Linked DNA regions of Mus musculus: regions 1, 2, 3, 4 and 6 are each linked to region 5. Evidence: chromatin contacts called from public HiCAR-type, HiChIP or PLAC-seq and promoter capture Hi-C data. All regions are on one chromosome and are shown on one strand. Each heading gives the region's core, a stretch centred on a gene start, on an enhancer-like site or on the middle of the called end of the contact. The rest is flanking DNA. Distances are from core to core; before and after follow the strand shown.

Evidence for each region. Promoter capture Hi-C pulls out the DNA fragments that hold promoters and counts their contacts. HiCAR-type assays count read pairs that join an accessible place to other places. HiChIP or PLAC-seq counts read pairs in DNA pulled down with a chosen protein or histone mark.
Region 1: a contact with region 5 is called in an H3K4me3 HiChIP or PLAC-seq map of embryonic forebrain, with 19 times the contacts expected there. The contact joins the promoter of Clvs2 here to the promoter of Tpd52l1 in region 5. A contact is called at or near these places in 4 of 39 promoter capture datasets (hippocampal neurons, liver and pre-B cells) and 3 of 115 datasets of contacts at active chromatin or transcription factors (embryonic forebrain, embryonic stem cells and forebrain).
Region 2: a contact with region 5 is called in a HiCAR-type map of astrocytes, with 5 times the contacts expected there. The contact joins the promoter of Tspyl4 here to the promoter of Tpd52l1 in region 5. A contact is called at or near these places in 2 of 39 promoter capture datasets (embryonic stem cells and hippocampal neurons) and 1 of 115 datasets of contacts at active chromatin or transcription factors (astrocytes).
Region 3: a contact with region 5 is called in a promoter capture Hi-C map of hippocampal neurons, with 9 times the contacts expected there. The contact joins the promoter of Zup1 here to the promoter of Tpd52l1 in region 5. A contact is called at or near these places in 5 of 39 promoter capture datasets (cranial neural crest, hippocampal neurons, liver and 1 more).
Region 4: a promoter capture Hi-C map of embryonic stem cells shows a contact between it and region 5, with 4 times the contacts expected there. The contact joins the promoter of Rsph4a here to the promoter of Tpd52l1 in region 5. A contact is called at or near these places in 3 of 39 promoter capture datasets (embryonic stem cells and hippocampal neurons).
Region 6: a promoter capture Hi-C map of embryonic stem cells shows a contact between it and region 5, with 2.4 times the contacts expected there. The contact joins the promoter of Dse here to the promoter of Tpd52l1 in region 5. A contact is called at or near these places in 2 of 39 promoter capture datasets (embryonic stem cells and hippocampal neurons).

The regions. Positions count from the first base shown.
Region 1 is chr10:33,623,369-33,626,106 of GRCm38.p6, forward strand. It overlaps Clvs2 (clavesin 2), which reads right to left and starts at 1,316. Exons shown (of 6, transcript NM_175448.4): 1 at 768-1,316. It overlaps Gm15939 (predicted gene 15939), which reads left to right and starts at 878. Exons shown (of 5, transcript NR_152723.1): 1 at 878-1,538.
Region 2 is chr10:34,295,963-34,298,753 of GRCm38.p6, forward strand. Tspyl4 (TSPY-like 4) reads left to right here and starts at 1,459. Exons shown (of 1, transcript NM_030203.2): 1 at 1,459-2,791. The coding sequence starts at 1,552. The coding sequence ends at 2,772. Gm26564 (a long non-coding RNA gene) reads right to left here and starts at 1,462. Exons shown (of 5, transcript XR_871568.2): 1 at 1,381-1,462.
Region 3 is chr10:33,949,829-33,952,528 of GRCm38.p6, forward strand. It overlaps Zup1 (zinc finger containing ubiquitin peptidase 1), which reads right to left and starts at 1,431. Exons shown (of 11, transcript NM_001359455.1): 1 at 1,303-1,431; 2 at 1-36.
Region 4 is chr10:33,903,625-33,906,409 of GRCm38.p6, forward strand. It overlaps Rsph4a (radial spoke head 4 homolog A (Chlamydomonas)), which reads left to right and starts at 1,487. Exons shown (of 6, transcript NM_001162957.1): 1 at 1,487-2,214. The coding sequence starts at 1,532.
Region 5 is chr10:31,444,542-31,447,435 of GRCm38.p6, forward strand. Tpd52l1 (tumor protein D52-like 1) reads right to left here and starts at 1,417. Exons shown (of 8, transcript NM_001359364.1): 1 at 1,171-1,417. The coding sequence starts at 1,189.
Region 6 is chr10:34,205,742-34,208,530 of GRCm38.p6, forward strand. Dse (dermatan sulfate epimerase) reads right to left here and starts at 1,494. Exons shown (of 6, transcript NM_172508.3): 1 at 1,339-1,494.

The DNA.
Region 1 (2,738 bases), core at 66-2,565, 2.2 Mb after region 5:
GAAGGAGAGGAGAGGAGAGGGGAGGAGAGGGGAGGGGAGGGGAGGGGAGGGGAGGGGAGGGGAGGGGAGAGGAGATGGAGAGGAGAGAAGAGGAAAGAAACACTAGTTCCAACTAGCATTAGTCTTGGTTCTGTCTTCTCTTGCCTTGCAAGATGTAAAGAAAACAACCCCCATGGACATCTCAGCCCCAGCACTGTAAATCTGCTGCGGTCCCTGATAAAGGATGTGCCTGCCACAGATAAAGATGAGAATTCTGATTAATAATAAGGTGGCTGGCTCTTCAGCTGTGAGATCCAAGGCGGGGAGGGAGCGTCTTTGGCAGAAAGAGAGAGAAAGAGGAAGGGAAAGAAGCTCATTTCTCTCTGCTTATTCAAAGGTGCTATTTTTATAGGATGTCGTTGTGTGGTTTTTACTTTAGGTTATTACGATCCAATTAGGGGAGACTGCAAATCAAATCGTGCACCTCTTCCACACACAGTAATTTCATAAGGCTCCAGCTGGGTATTGGGTACCTTTGACAGAGGCGTGGGCTCACCCTCCCCACCCAGCCCCCAACTTCTGCCTAGTCTCTCCCTTTATTTCAGGGGACTTGCCAAGGAAGTGGAGGATAATGATAAGGACAGGAGGAAACCTTTTTGGGAGCAAAGATGTAAAAACCAGGGTGGGTGCAGGGAGTTGTGGAACATGAAATAAAAATGTCTCTATTTTCCCTATACCCCCCACCCCCACCCCAAAGCCAGAAAGAAGAAAGAGCAGTCAGTTCCTACCAGCAAACCGCGAGGCAGAGTCACTAAGCAATGCGGCACTCCCCAGCATCCATCAGCCCTGGCGGAGGTGGTGGCGGGGGTGGGGGCAGCAGCAGCATCTACTCCTCTCAGAGGGATGGAGCAGTGGAGAGAGATGGTGGCTGAGACCCGCCTGAGGATTCACCAGGGAGCAGCCTCGACGACCTCATCCAAGGACAGCCAGCCTGTCAGCAGGAAGGGTGGGGACCCGCAGAGCTAGGACCTCGCTGCCCGGCCAGCCTTTTTTGCCTTCGAGAGAGGAAGAGAAGGGATGGGAACGCCGGGACGGTGCAAGTCCACTAGGGCTGCGGCCGCCTTTACCTTTGTACGCCTAAGCGGTAGCACGGCGCGGCCCGCAGGGGCTGTTCCACTGCCCCCAGAGCCACTGGGTCCCGCGCGCCCCTGGGGCTTCCGCAGCCACTCCTGAGCCCGCTGCTGCTAAAAGAGGATCCGGCTCATCCCAACTCTTGATTATCCCAGAAGAGAGCTCCTAGCGTTGTAAGCGCTCACACATGCTCTCCGCTCCTCTCTCTGCCTCTGCCTCGTAGGGGTAGGAACGAATTTTGGGACACATTCAAATATCCCAAGCCCCAAGTTCAGCCTGCTCTGGTCTCCAGGTCCCAGCCAGGTCCAGCTATAACTGATCTAGTGGAACAGCTATGGCCTCACAGCATCCCCATGCTCCTCCTCGCTTTGTGTGCAAGACCCGGGAGTGCGGGGTAGAGTAGCCCTTGATTTTGCAACTTAATTAAGGTTGAGAAACCTTTTCTGGTTCTTGTGGGTAATTTTGATTGAGTAGGAGTAGAGAAACGTATTGTATTTTCTGCTTTTGTTGTACTCAGAGATATTTAATTTTAAGAAATAGTAAACTATTCCTATTAAATTCCCTTTGAAGAGGATGAAAACAACATCCAGGCAAAAATCAACAATATCAACAAGAATAACAACATTGTCATAGGACAGGGGGTTGGGTGGGAGCAGGGAAAGAGGACACTTGACTCCTAATAAACTGTATTTCCAGTTACTTCTAGAGATATGCTCTTTCCTTGTAATGCATCTTTATACTGGGATTATAATAAACAAAAAGAACCCTTGGGCCTGTGATGCCTGGAAATCTATTTTTAAAAAAAATGTTTTTAATTTTCAAAGCACAGTGCGCATTACTCAAACTGTAAGAAAGGGTCCTGAGTTTAAGTTACCCCAATGCAGCGACTCTTTACTGAACTCCAGTGTAGGTCAGTGTTATAGATAGACCTGGAGCTAATTATATTTGATGTTAATTCTGTTCTCCTGTGAGTGGTTGTGAACAAGGAATGAGTCAGCACTCAGGTGATTTCCTGTAAACCTGCTTCCCACTTTAATTTGTAAAACAAAGGAGAGCTGATGATTGGGTAGATGTAAGGCAAGGGGTAGCAGAAGGTGAAGAGAGGGAGAAGAAGGAGAAAATGGAAGAGGGAGAGGACACAAAGGAGGAGGAAGAAGAAGAAAAGCAGAACAGAAGCACCTGGCCTGGAGAAACCACAAGTTCTAACGGGTCTCATAGATGGGGAAGATGGTAGTGTAGCAGAAGATCTGCCCAATCTAGGGGCACAGCATGTGTTCATAATAATTGAGTCATATTTGGGTTGGAGATTTACAGGTCAGTGTTCTACATTCTGTGAACAGGAGGTGCCCCTGAAGTTGCCGACTTTAAAGACTGTTAGACTTTCAAATTGTACAACATTAGTTTTGTTTTCTTGAGTATGGTACTGATAAAAAATAAAATAAAATAAAGGAGTGTGATATGGCGTACTACATCATTTGTCAAATAAATTATTGTGAAATAATTTAAGAACCAGAAAAGGGGAATAAGTCATACACATATTGGTTAAAGTTTAAATGCAAGCGCTGAAAATTATTCATATAAATAGGTATGTGTGTGCTTATGAATATATCTGGTGTGTGTATGTGTCT
Region 2 (2,791 bases), core at 209-2,708, 2.9 Mb after region 5:
TTCACCTCAGTAAGGCAAAAAGAATATTTGTTAAGAGAAAAAGGAAAGGGGGACAGAAAAAGAATTGGTATTTGTGTGTACATTTTAATTTTATTTAGATAATCAATTGATTTTCCTTTTTTTCTTTCCTTTTTTGGGAGATAGGGCTAGGAAGAGGCAGGCCAGCCTGGACAACTGTCTTTGAGTGAGAACACTCACCTTTGGCATAGAAAGAAAGAAAAAAATCAAGCTGCATGATATGCCATGTGTTGTTCTCACCACCTCAGAGTCTTAGGCGAACCAGGAGCCATTATTTCCCTCATTAGAGTTCTTAGGGTAATGTTTTTTGTTTTTGTTTTTTTTCTTTAAACCCCTATTCAAAGACTCTTACTGTAGTGTAACCATATTCTGGGAGGAATCAATTTCCCAGGGCAAAGAACTCTAAAGCTTTGTTCTAATAGAAATTCAAACATTAAATATGCAAAATTTAAGTTTCTGTTTTTTTCTATCCCTTAAGGATTAACATCCGAATTCTCAGACTTTAGCAAACTGAGAGACCGTGGTGATTAAATACATAAATAGCTTTTATTTATTTAAATAAATGATTGAGTAAATAAATAAATACATTTTCTAAATTGACTTGAATGAATGACCCTTCTTTTTTAAAGTAGATTATTTTAAAGACACAGTTGCTTAAGTGTGTGAAAAACCCTGATTGATTCTACCTTCACAAAGGCAAATTTGGGCAAATGTTAGTTGGCTCCATACCCACAGGCATGAAGCAGAACCTAAGATCATAAACCAAGGCAAAGGAGGATTAATGTGTATCGTTTTAGAAATTGAATCCTCTGAGGTTACATTTCCTTCACTAATTCTCAGGGGCTAACTGTGTATATGGCATGCGTTGTGGCCACCTGTAAATAAGGCGCGGTTTACTATTTATTTAAAAGTGAAGAAATATCCAATTGCTTTGTAAATGTCGGCCAATGTATACAAACATCAAAATCTCTGCAGAAATCGAAATTAACCTTAGGAATGTCTTGTTTGCTTGAAAGTAAAAACAACGACGACACTTTTTGCCCCCTAAATCTGATTCTGCGCAGCTCCTCAGTAGCCGCTATGAATCGAATCTGTGTCCGAAATAAGGAGGGCCTGTGAGCTGGTGAATTCGCTTCTCTATTCCTGGGAAGCATGAATAAAATCTGACTTTATTAGACAATAGGTTCTATTTTAAAATTTATTTTGAGACATGGTTTAGATACTGTCGAAATTAATTAGAGACTTACGAATAGACGTAAAATATAATTCGACATCCATTTATGTACTCAATTTCCCAGATGAGATTAAATTTACAGCATCATTTAAAAAGACAAAAAGAACACACTTGATCGACAAAATTACCTGGATTGCCAGTTCTCGCGCTACGGTTAGTTGCAGCTGGTATCCTGACGTCACAGGTTGCCATGGTAGCACCAGCCCAGAAGGAAAAGGGGTGGAGCTAAGCACTCACTGCGGTTTTGCGCTGCGTCTGCAGAGGACAAGGAAAGCTCTGCAGGGCTGTCAGCTGCCAAAATGAACGGCGTGGAAGGGAACAACGAGCTATCTCTCGCTAACACCACGACCCCCTCCCATGCCTCCGAAGATCTGGATCTGAAGCAGGACCAGGGGCTCCAAGAGGAAACCGACACAGTGCGGGAGATGGAGGCTGCAGGTGAGGCCGGTGCGGATGGAGGCGCGTCTCCGGATTCCGAGCACTGCGGCCCCGAGCTCTGCTTCCGAGTGGCTGAGAATAGTTGTGCTGCGGCAGCGAGAGGTCTGGAGGATGCTCCGTCTCCATCAAAGGGCGGGGACGCACCCTCAGCCCCTGTGGCAGCCGACGACAGCAGTAAAAATGGCTGTCAGCTTGAAGGGCCTCACAGCCCTGCTAAACCGAAAGCCCTGGAAGCCTGTGGTGCGGTGGGCCTGGGGTCTCAGCAGATGCCGGGGCCGAAGAAGACCAAGGAAATGACGACTACCAAGTGCGCCATCTCTGTGGCCACCGGCAAGGAGGGAGAAGCAGGAGCGGCAATGCAGGAAAAGAAGGGGTTACAGAAGGAAAAAAAGGTAGCTGGAGGAGGGAAAGAGGAGACTCGACCCAGAGCTCCGAAGATCAATTGCATGGACTCGCTGGAGGCCATCGATCAAGAGCTGTCAAATGTAAATGCGCAGGCTGACAGGGCCTTCCTCCAGCTGGAACGCAAATTTGGGCGGATGAGAAGGCTCCACATGCAGCGCAGAAGTTTCATCATCCAAAACATCCCAGGTTTCTGGGTCACCGCTTTTCGGAACCACCCCCAGCTGTCACCAATGATTAGTGGCCAAGATGAAGACATGATGAGGTACATGATCAATTTAGAGGTGGAGGAGCTTAAGCAGCCAAGAGTAGGGTGCAAATTTAAGTTCATCTTTCAAAGCAACCCCTACTTTCGAAATGAGGGGCTGGTCAAAGAATATGAGCGCAGATCCTCAGGTCGAGTGGTGTCACTCTCTACGCCAATCCGCTGGCACCGGGGTCAGGAACCCCAGGCCCACATCCACAGGAATAGGGAGGGGAACACGATTCCCAGTTTCTTCAACTGGTTCTCAGACCACAGCCTCCTAGAATTCGACAGAATAGCTGAAATTATCAAAGGGGAGCTGTGGTCCAATCCCCTACAATACTATCTGATGGGCGATGGGCCACGCCGTGGAGTTCGAGTCCCACCAAGGCAGCCAGTGGAGAGTCCCAGGTCCTTCAGGTTCCAGTCTGGCTAAGCTCTGCCCTCGTGAGAAG
Region 3 (2,700 bases), core at 181-2,680, 2.5 Mb after region 5:
GATCACACGATGTAGGACAGTCAAAACACTGGCACACTGAAAATAGAAATACATACAGAGAAATATGTTTTAAAATACAAGCTATATATGACACAAACAAACTTTATGTTTAGTATTGTATTTCTACATATTCTAGATAAAGGATATTGTGCCTGAATGTCAAGATATCAGAGGTAATAATAAGAAAATTTATGAGTAAAACATTTCAACAAGGCATTGGTGATACACCCTTTTAATCTCAGCACTCCTGAGGCAGAGAGCAGGTGGATCTGTTAGTTGGAGGCCAGCCATAGCTGAGTTCCAAACCATTCAGGGCTGCATAGTGAGACTCCATCTCAAAAAACAATAATACAAGGCATTTCGTCCAACAGGTAGAAAAAAAAGTATATTTAATAAGTTGTCCATGTAAAATAAAGTAAAACAGAAGGCTAATGTTGATCAACATATTTACTTGCATGTAGTAGAATGAGGAGGGTAAATCCACCTTAGTTCACTTCAGAGCTTTATATGTGTCAAACTTAATACCACTGCTGTGGTTTTACATACATGGAAACCCTGGACCAGACAGGTCACTACAGTCAGATAACGATGGAAGGTAAACACCGCAGAGCCCAAAGGTAAAAGCTGTGAGCATTGTAGGAAAACAGCACTTACCGCCAAGATCTAGGAAACTGGGGTATAGACGCTGGTTTCATTAGGTTAGCTAACAGCTCAACCCTCGGAAGTTCATTTTCAAACGAGTTATGAGATTGATGGGCTAATGGGAGATGGACTACTTGTAGGGAGGTGCTAAAACAAAACAAAACCTTTTAACGCAATCACAAACCCAGACCTTCCCCTAGACTATCACCTGGCTGTCACGTATTTTAGTAATAGGAAGGAAAAACGAGGGCAACTATTCCCTTCATCTAATTTCAGCTTTACAAAATCTTTCTACATTTTCCTTTTTCTCGTTTCTCTTCAGACAGTAATAAGTTTCTGTTTCTAGAAGGAAGTTCTATCGATACCTAGTTTCGTTTCTTCCAAGGACTGGGGCACTGCAGATAAAGGACACACTACAAGTAAGGGGGGACCTTCGAAGGGCTAGCCTGGGTACGGGATGGCGAAGGTGGTAAGGCCCGAATCTGTCAAAGTTCTGAGCCAACGTCGCACCGGTGGGGCGCAGGGAACCGGACCTGCGGCCACCCGGAGCCGGCCTGCAGACCCGGACCCACGGCTAGACCGCCGCTCCTCCCCACCGCAGGAGCCAGCCACCGCCCGAAAGCGCGCCCCACACAGCCCGCCCGATCGCCAAGGACAGACCTCCCGAGACTGCCGCGCCGCGACCCAAAAGAGAGCCCAGGCCTCCAAGAGTCCTCCGCAGTCACAACAGACCTTCCTCACTGGCCAGAGAGGGTAGAGATCCCAGCATGCCCCGCTGCAGATCCGTCTGAGTTGCGGTGCATTGTGGGACTTGTGAGGGATTTTTGCAACTTTCGCTTGCACATCAGAGCATCACTGCCCCTCCCACCTTCCAGTTGCAGTTTCCACTCCAGATATGCTAAAACCGTAACTAGATTCTGAGTACATTTAAATGTCTGATTCTGCGGCAAACACCTGTTCCTGTTTACACAGTATCTGAGCTCTAAATTATGTTCTGCGGGTTAATTAAGACAAGTTCCTTTGTCAATATTACAAAGTTGCTTATCCAGTGTTAACAGTCTGTTTCTCCCTCTGGGGGATTGATCTACGAGGCAACTACGGACGTGTTTAAATATGAGGATGACATAATCTGACAAGTATAATATTTTTAAATTATTGGGTATCGTTGAACGTGATGCATGGAGGAAATACTATTTCCTTTAGTAGAATTCCTTCTTTTAGTAAAAAAAAAAAAAAATTCGAAGTCATTGTAAGAGTGAAAGTACTCTTACAGAACATTTTCAAGCTAAAAATGAGCACATTAGCAGTTAACCATTAGCTGCGAGGCCAACAACAATGAAATCATTTCTCCAGAGGTATAAAAACGTTCAGAAAACAGAACTTTGTGGAATGTCTAAACAAGGGGCAACTAAAACTCTGCTTCCAGATTTCCTCCTTCATCAGCTTCCCACTTGACTCGTCTTTTCCTCCAAGACAGTATTAGTTAACGAAAAAAGATGAACTGGCCATCTTCTGTAACCAGGTTGTTATGCCCAGTTTGCGGGAACCCCAGGAGACTGCCAGAAATTGGAAGACCAAATGTAATATACAAAGAGTTTTTATTAACCGGGACCCGGTTCGCTATCTTTCCCAATGCACAGTGACCCCTAAATCTAGGGGTTTAAGGTATATATAGGAGGATGCATAAACTGGGGCTCTCAACCCCTGGTGTTACATGATTGGGAAGAGGAAAAGAGAACCGATAGTATTTGTTCAGACAGGGAGGAGGAATTGCGCAGCTGGAACAAGACCTTTTTGACCTGGGAAGACATAACTTATCAAAGACCAGCGTGTTTTTATAACGCAGTCACAGCTGCCTGAGAATGAGTGGACTTTATCACTTCGAGAATACTAACTCCTGTCTCCTTCAAAGGTCGGAGCCATCTGTGCTTGGGAGAGTGCTTTTATGAAGGAAGGATCACAATATTCCGGCGCCAGATTGGGCTCTCTTTTGTCTGCCCTCTTCATAAGGCCTGAAGCATCTATGTTAGGGGAAAGGGGTACTAACTGCTCTGGCTG
Region 4 (2,785 bases), core at 237-2,736, 2.5 Mb after region 5:
TGTGGTTTAGGTACCAGCATAACTGTGGCTTCTTACAACAAATTATGTAGTGTTCCTTCTGTTTCTATTTTGTGGATTAGTTTGAAGAGTATTTGTATAAGGTCTTCTTTGACTTTGGCTAATGAAAGCTTGCTTCTTGAAGAGAAGATGGCAACTCCATGGAAGGCTTGAGGGTTTCCTCAAATATATTTATGATACAGAACTAAGAATTTTGTATCTGAATACTTTTTATTTATACACTTGCATTATGTCAAGGTCATATGACATTGAGCTGAAGAGATAAAGCCAAATAAAGAATTTGTTAGAGATTCGCAATATTATATAAAACTTATAAAGTTAAACTTGTAAATGACACTGAAATTAAGGTCTCAGAAACTTATTGAGGGCACCTATAGGGAAATACAGAAAAACAAATGTGCATTTGCATTTAGAGTCATGCTATAGTGTTGAAGAACTCTTAGAACTTAATTTGAAGCATGATGGACTTTAATTTGATCCATGAATTTAGCTCCTCAGAAAAGAAAAGCAAAGCTGCATATTTTGATAGACTAGGTAATCATTTTGGTATGATTAAAGATCACTGGGCTATAAATGTTTGTCTCTACACCTAACATGCCCATCTTTGGAGCATTTGTGAAGCAGGTAATAGCTACACTCTAGTTTAAGTACTGACAACACTGAAATAAAGAAAGCAAACAGCAGAATAGTATGCCAAGCTCTTCCTTGGGTCTTTGGAAGCAAACATGGGTGTGTTTCCAACAGAAAACTATAGTTTCGAATAAAACTATCTTTAAAAAATGTAGAAGGCTATGGCATCATGTCCTAATAGGGAACGTCCCTGGAATGCAGAGGCCTTTGGTTTCATACTTACCACCCAAATAGTAGGGAAAAGAGAATGAAGAAATGCTGTTTGACTTTATGCATTTATTCTCCCATTCTTTTTATTTAAATATTTTATTTATTTTTATGTATATGAGCACTCTATCTGCATGTACAGTTACATGCTGGAATAGGACATCAGATCACATTATAGATGATTTTGAGCCATTATGTGGTTGCTGGGAGTTGAACTCAGGACCTTGGAAGAGCAGTTAGTGCTCTTAACCGCTGAGCCACACTTTATATACATTACTCATACTTCATATCCATAACCTAGATCAAACTGTCAGACCTTTAAAGACCTCCAACACCGGATCACAGTTCCACCTTTGCTCTCATCTTGCAGGTCTTGGTTCCCAAAACAAAATAAAACAAACAAAACGAAAGGTAGGGTTCGGATTGGCTGAGCTAGGAAGAGGGACAGAGACTTCACCAAATCACAAAACTAGTCCCCTCCCTAAAATCCTAGCAACAGGGCTGTTTGATTTTTACACAGAGACTGCCAGCCTGGGGTTGCTATGGAGACCGGACGCTTGCAACCTGTGGAGGCAGGTTGATTAGGAATTGATTACTTAGAAGATCTCAGCAAAGTCCCGTGTTGTTTCCTTCCATATCGTCACGCTCCGTTCACGTGACTTATTTCTTAACTCCTATGGAAAACTCTACCTCTCTGAAACAAGAAAAGGAAAATCAAGAGCCAGGGGAAGCAGAGAGATTATGGCAAGGAGAGTCAGACGTTTCTCCCCAGGAGCCTGGTCCCCCATCACCTGAGTACCGGGAAGAGGAGCAAAGGACAGACACCGAACCCGCACCCAGAATGAGCCCCTCTTGGAGCCACCAGTCTAGAGTCAGCCTGTCTACGGGAGACCTCACCGCTGGACCAGAAGTGTCATCCTCCCCTCCCCCTCCTCCTCTGCAGTTTCATTCCACTCCTCTCAACACTGAAACTACTCAGGATCCTGTAGCTGCATCACCCACAGAGAAGACCGCTAATGGAATCGCTGACACCGGGACACCTTATTCTGATCCTTGGGAATCATCTTCTGCTGCAAAGCAATCAACTTCTCACTACACAAGCCACGCCGAGGAAAGTACTTTCCCGCAGTCTCAGACACCCCAACCTGACCTCTGTGGGCTAAGGGATGCCAGCAGGAACAAGTCCAAGCACAAAGGGCTGAGATTTGACCTTTTACAAGAGGAAGGCTCAGACAGTAACTGTGACCCAGACCAGCCTGAGGTTGGAGCCAGTGAAGCAGCCCAGAGTATGCTTGAGGTGGCCATTCAGAATGCAAAAGCCTACCTGCTGAGTACCAGCAGCAAGTCTGGCTTAAATCTGTAAGTATCACAGTGGGGGTGGGGTGACAACAAAGGGGGTGGGCAGGAGCAGAGTAAGGTATTTCTGTGAAAATTTGTTGGAGGCAAAAAGAGACTAGAATCTGAAAGGATTTCTTTTGAAAAAGAAAGTTACTGGGTGTGGTGGCAGAGGCTTTTAATTCCAGAACATAGATAGGGAGGTAGAGGCTAATAGGCTATAGGCCCACCTATTTGCACAGCAAGTTACAGGTCACCCAGGGCAACACAGTGGGACCCTGTCTAAATGTAAAAAGTTGGTAGACAGACAGACAGACAAAAAGGAGTAAAAATAAAATACAAAGGTAGTAAATTAGTGAGATAAGTGCATTTGACACGTAAAACTGGGCCCCTGGTAATAATTGTTTTAGGTCTTTGAAGACCCTAGACACATAGGTTGGCTGGTTGGTTGGTTGGTTGGTTGGTTGGTTGGAGGGGTGGGGTTGTTCTTGTTTGTTTGTTTTGTTTATTCTTGGCTTAGAAGAGATTGTAAAGTCATGAAATCTAAGCATGTTCCCAGGATGTTTGTAGATTGTATAATTGCCTATAGTGATAG
Region 5 (2,894 bases), core at 167-2,666:
TTCATTTGAAGAAAAAAAAAAGCATTATGTATTTAAAAGGGCACCACAAAATTCCTCAGTGCGAGGAAAGGTGGTCATGATGGCATTAATGCAAACCATTCCTTCTGAGTGCTGCTTCCAAAGTGAATTTCCGAGAGCTTTCGTCCTCCCTGTCCCTCACTCCACATAAGACCATCTCTGGGCTGATGAGATGGCTCGGCAGGTAAAGGGCCTGCTCTAAACTGACTGCTCTTCCGAAGGTCCTGAGTTCAAATCCCAGCAACCACATGGTGGCTCACAACCATCCATAATGAGATCTGACACCTTCTTCTGGTGTGTCTGAAGTCAGCTACAGTGAACTTAGGTATAATAATAATAATAATAATAATAATAATAATAATAATAATAATAATAAAGGCAATCTCTGATCCTTTCTAAGATCCCTTTACTCTTATTTTGAATGATCCTAGAGTTCTCTGGATTCCTCCAGCGAACACCCTGAGCACGGAGAGCAGGTGACCAACCCTCAATTAAGGCAGGCACTGGGTGCGGCTGGGGTGGGGGGTGAGGTGGGGTGGGGTGGGAAAGCGACTCTTCTAAGAACACGAAAAACTGGGATAGGGTTATCAATCTGGATGTCGGGGGCGGGGTTGGGGGTTGGGGGGAAATGTGAAGCTCTCTTGCCTTTGAAGGCCAATCCTCCCACGCTGCAGCCCTCGAATAGCAGGGACACTGAGTCTCCACAAAACCACCACCTCTCGGGTCCGCGTCACCCCCGCCCGCATTTGTGAACTGCAAGAGGTGAGCCCCAAGGCCGGAGTCCAGAAGATCCGGCTCTCCCCACGCCTCCCCGGGAAGAACAGCGCAGACATCCGGAGCCTGAACAACAGGTCCTTTGAACACCTTCCAGGACGAGGAAGTATGGCCCACTGACTGCTGGAAGGGATAGTGCAGACAAGGACACAATCCCTGCAGACCCGCTACTCTGTTTTCAGTCCTCAGCCCTTCCCTGGTCCCCAGCCCCACCGCAAAATCTGAGTCAAGCAAAGGATCCCGAAGGCGCGCGTAGGCGCAGAGTTCCGTCTGCGTAGGATGTCCCTGTCTGTCCCGGAGTAAAGTTAGGTACTGAAGGAAAATAGTCTCTCTGTACATCTGAGGACCAGACCTCGGGGGCGACCGGCGACCACCCACCTTGTGCCTGCGCCTCCATGGTGGCCGGTTTGGAGCTGAGCACCGCGGAGAACACGCGGACTCCTCGCAGAGCAGCAGATGGTAGCGATTCCCGAGCTCGGAAGACAGCTAGCCCCGCCGCCCGTGCCCTCTCCCGGCGCGCGTGTCGCGAGCATTCGTGGAGGGGGCGGGGTACTGGCGGCGGCCACCACTGGCCGCTGCTGGTTACCTCCGCCCCTTCCAATCCACCTAGGCTACACAGCGCAACCGAGAACGCCAGGTCGGGCGCCACCTGCCGGCCGCTCTGCGCACCCAGTGGGAGGCTTCCCCTCCAGCACACAAACGCGCAGACAACCAACACCATAGCCCAGAAGCCCACAAGACACAAATGCCTTGGCAGGAAGGAGGTAGGGAGCGCAGGGGTACAATGCTGAGCCATTGGTCCTGGTGGAGACAGTCAGGTTAGGTTCCTGGGCGCCCCAGTACCATATTCTTTTTGTCAACTGACCATTATATAACTTTGTTATATGCCCATTTATAGAACCCTTACTTAATGTAATTGGCTCATTTAACATTGAGCATACAGTGCTCGGACAAAAACACAGTTTATTAAGGTTATGTAATGTGTATACTTCTTCTATAAAGTTCATCACACTATATTGCACTTAGGGTGTTGGGCATGAATCTAGTTTGAAACGAAACTGGGCAGTGCTGGCGTGGGGGGTAGGGGCTGCAATATTTTGAGATTTTTGTTTACTCCAACAGGCAGAAGAAAAACTGAGTTTGGTGTTACAAGCAAATCCGAGTGAAAAGTGACAAAGGAACATGGAGCCTAAGACACATTAATAGGACATGTGTCTTGTTATCCCGAGCCTGTAGGCTGTGTCACTAGATTGGTGTAGGAGTCCTTTTCAGAGAAGACTAAAACTTCAGTCCTGTGTCAAGGCTTGTCTGCTGGTGTAACTGGAAAGCTAACAGTATGAATGGGCGCTCACACGTCACCCCCACCAGTCTCTACGTACTTCCTTTTCCTCAGCGTCTCACAAACTTCATGAAACAGTCTAGCATTTTCTTATGCTTGGTGTTACATAATTTGCAATTTTGCGTGAAAGGGTGTCATTCTCTTTCTCTATAAAATAGATGGGGGAGTCTGGTGAGATTGAAGGTGTTTATTATATTAAATCTCCTGTAATTTCTGCCAAAGAGCCTCAAGTAGATTTACACTCAGGAAAGATAGTGATTAATCAATCAAAAAGTCGTATTTTTACCACACCCAAGTTACTCTCAAAGTTACAGGATAAAATACAAAAATGGGTGTCCTTTCCCTTGAAAGAAAGAATACTGGTGGTTTTGTGGCATGCACACGAGCATGCCAGTGGTTTGGGTTGGGTGGTTTGTCTGTTTGTTTTTCTCAGTTTTGTGTTGAAGATCTCATAGGTATGTAATCAATTTCATGACATTTACCCTATAATGACTTTTAGTGAAAGTTACCAGGCAGGTACAAAGTGGCTACTGGATGATGAAATCACTTTTAGAGTCTATTCAGGTTTTCTGGTCGTCTTAATCCTAGAAATTAAACACCAAGTCACAACAGTTGACTCCCAGCTGTTAAAAGCTAAAAATAGCTCCTGACTTTTCATCTTAGGCCACCTACTTTCATCTGGCTCATTTCTGATTGCTAAAACTTTAAGCTACTGCCCCTTTAACATTTTGACCATTTTTTTTTAAATAATCATAAGACTTGG
Region 6 (2,789 bases), core at 244-2,743, 2.8 Mb after region 5:
TAAATCCAAAATTTTCTCCCTTTTCAGTAGAATAGAATTTACTACCCCCCCCCCAAAAAGACCACATTTGTACAGGATTAAAGGAAAATAGTAATGTGTGAACAAATAATAGGGTAATCCTGTTTTATTTTTCCCATGCACGTTACATTTTGTAGTTCTCTCTAGTAGTATAGTCCAAAATCTTCTACAAAATTTTGGTTTCATAAGGGGTAGAGATGGCTCAGTGGTCAAGAACTGGTACTGCTCTTGTCCAGGACCAGAGTTCATTTCCCAGCACCCACATTAGGATGCTCAGAGTGTAGCTACCATACTAACACATCTAATGTTCTTCTGACCTCTGCAGGCACCTGTCTATAGTCCTGTGCATATACTCCCAGACAGACACATAATTTTGAAGTGACACTAATGAATCTTTTTTTTAACTTCACTAGTACTATCATTTATTAAGAAGATGTAAAAGCTGAAAAGACAATTAGTAAAAGTGAAAATTCTGTAATGTGAAAGAATATGAAAATATTTCTAGAAGATTCTACCTTCCTTAAGATATTGTTGATTAAGCAGCAATAAACACCAAATGTTTTCAAGAATCCACTAGAAAATCTCTAGAAACCAACGTGTCAGTTCCTGACCTAAAGAATTCCAGGTGAAAGAGGCCGGCCTCTTGCATTGGAAGCAAAGGATTAGGTTATGAATGCCAGCTGGCCTAAACGGAGGCTGTTGCCTCAAAGGAGAGATGAGAAAGTTCTCAGTTCACAAAGTTAGCTCAGATCCAGCCTCGACAGATTCTGAGCCCATGTGGCATCGCTTACAGTGCTCCCCAGCCCGAGTCAAGCCCGCCTGCCGGGCCCCCGATTGGCCCAGGCGGCCTCGGGTTGAGGTTGCCCAATCACTCTGGGGTGTTGGAGTGCAGGGGCGCTGGAATCCTGTGGCTGGGGGTGACTCAGAAGCAGCTTTCTGGGCGTTGGCGGTCCGGAGGTCGCACAGGCACAACCAGCATGGGAGCACACGACCACTACCATCCCTAGATAACTGGTGTAGCATAGGAAGGGAACGCAAGGGTGTGCTATCTCCAAACCTCTGGAAACTCGGGAGCACGTCCAGTCCCCGCCATTCGCTCCTGATCTCGGTGCTGCTGTCTGAGCTGGGTACCCGGGTAGGAGATCACGGAGCCAGCAGAGCTGGCCCGAGATGCTCAGTCCACAGGGAAATCGACGCGCAGCGGGGGACGTGGCTCAAGCTGGTCCGTAGGGACCGGTCCAGTGTAGACCCATGGAGCCACAGGAGGGTAGCTTCCTGGAGCGTGGCCCAGAGCAGCGCCCAACCCAGCCCATCACTCACCGCTCCGTCCTCCCGGGCGTCCTCTCTCTGCGTCCCCGTGGGGCGCCGGGACTCCGGACCCCTGGAGTCGGGCCCTCAGCTTGCGCGCCGAGCCATCCGAGCTCAGGGCGCTGCGCCCGGGGTGCGCCGCTGCAGCCTCTAGCCGCCGTGCGGACTGGGCGGAGACCGTCGGCGGAGAGAGGGGGGTGGGCCGCGGCAGGGCTCTGCCTGGGGCGGAGGAAGCCGCAACGTCAGCAGAGCCCGGGAGGCGAGGATGGGGAGGGGGAGAGCGGGACCCCCGCCCAGCCCAATCCGGACCTCCGCACGGGCTCTCCTCCGGCGCCCCAGATCACGGCTCCACGCGAGGCTCTGCCTTCCGGTCGCTGCGGCCCGGACCCCACAAGACACCACAGGACCCCACAGAACCCCAAGCACCCTGCCCTGCCCTGCCCCGCCCCGCCCCGCCGCTTTGGTTCCTACAGCTCTGATTTCTCCTGACCCAAGAGCTTCAAGTTCCACTCTGGAATCTCACCCAAAGGAAAGATAATTTCTGGAGGCCGGGGGAGGAGGGGCCGATTCGTTTTTTAAAGCGCTGGAAGAGGAAAGCCGAGAATTTAAAGAATCCCACTACCAAAGCTAGCGGCCAACCCCCTCTCCAGGCTCCAAAATAGTTACACTCCCGACGCCTCCCTCCCTTCCCCCCTTTCCTGAATCAGTTTTACTCTCAAAGAGAAAGGGGAAAATCCACCTAATCCGAAGCAGTTGTCGCCTAGAATGGAGTTGCAAAATACAGGGAATCCTACCGCAAGGAACCCTGTAAGCTGAACTGATTTTAATCAGCAAAGATAAAGGATTGGGGGAAGATCCTTTAGAGTTTGCAGTTCACAAAGGAAACTTTATCTTATTTCGTGTGTGTGTGTGTGTGTGTGTGTGTGTGTGTGTGTGTGTGTGTGTGTGTGTGTTTGTGTGTGTACGCGCGCGCGTGAGAGAGATATGCACCCAACTTTTGTTTATTCTTTCAATGAAATGTAGCCATCCAATACAAACTCTAACCGGTCCAGGGTTGGATCTCCTTCCTCAGAGTTAAAGAGAATTAACCTACTAGATTCTATGAAAAGGCAGCTTTTCGAGAGACACTTACCCGTTCGTAAGAATGGGCGGTTTTACTCAACCCTGTTTGCTAACAATTGCTCGGAGTTCTGACAGACTATGGAGACCCAAGGGCGCTTCCAGGCAACCACACTATTAGGAAAAGTTACAGATTTTGCAATCAAAAGTGGCTCCTCACCACGGATTAAAAAAAAAAAAAAGAAAAAAAAGAAAAGAAATACTACTGTTAGGCTTTTAAATGCTAACTCAGATAAATCACTAATTTGCGTTAACTTCCTGATATTTGGACAGGCCTGTGGTGAGAAAGTTCTAACCAGAGTAGTACTGTGAAGCAGTATTCAAATCCTTACTTTTCAGTTTAC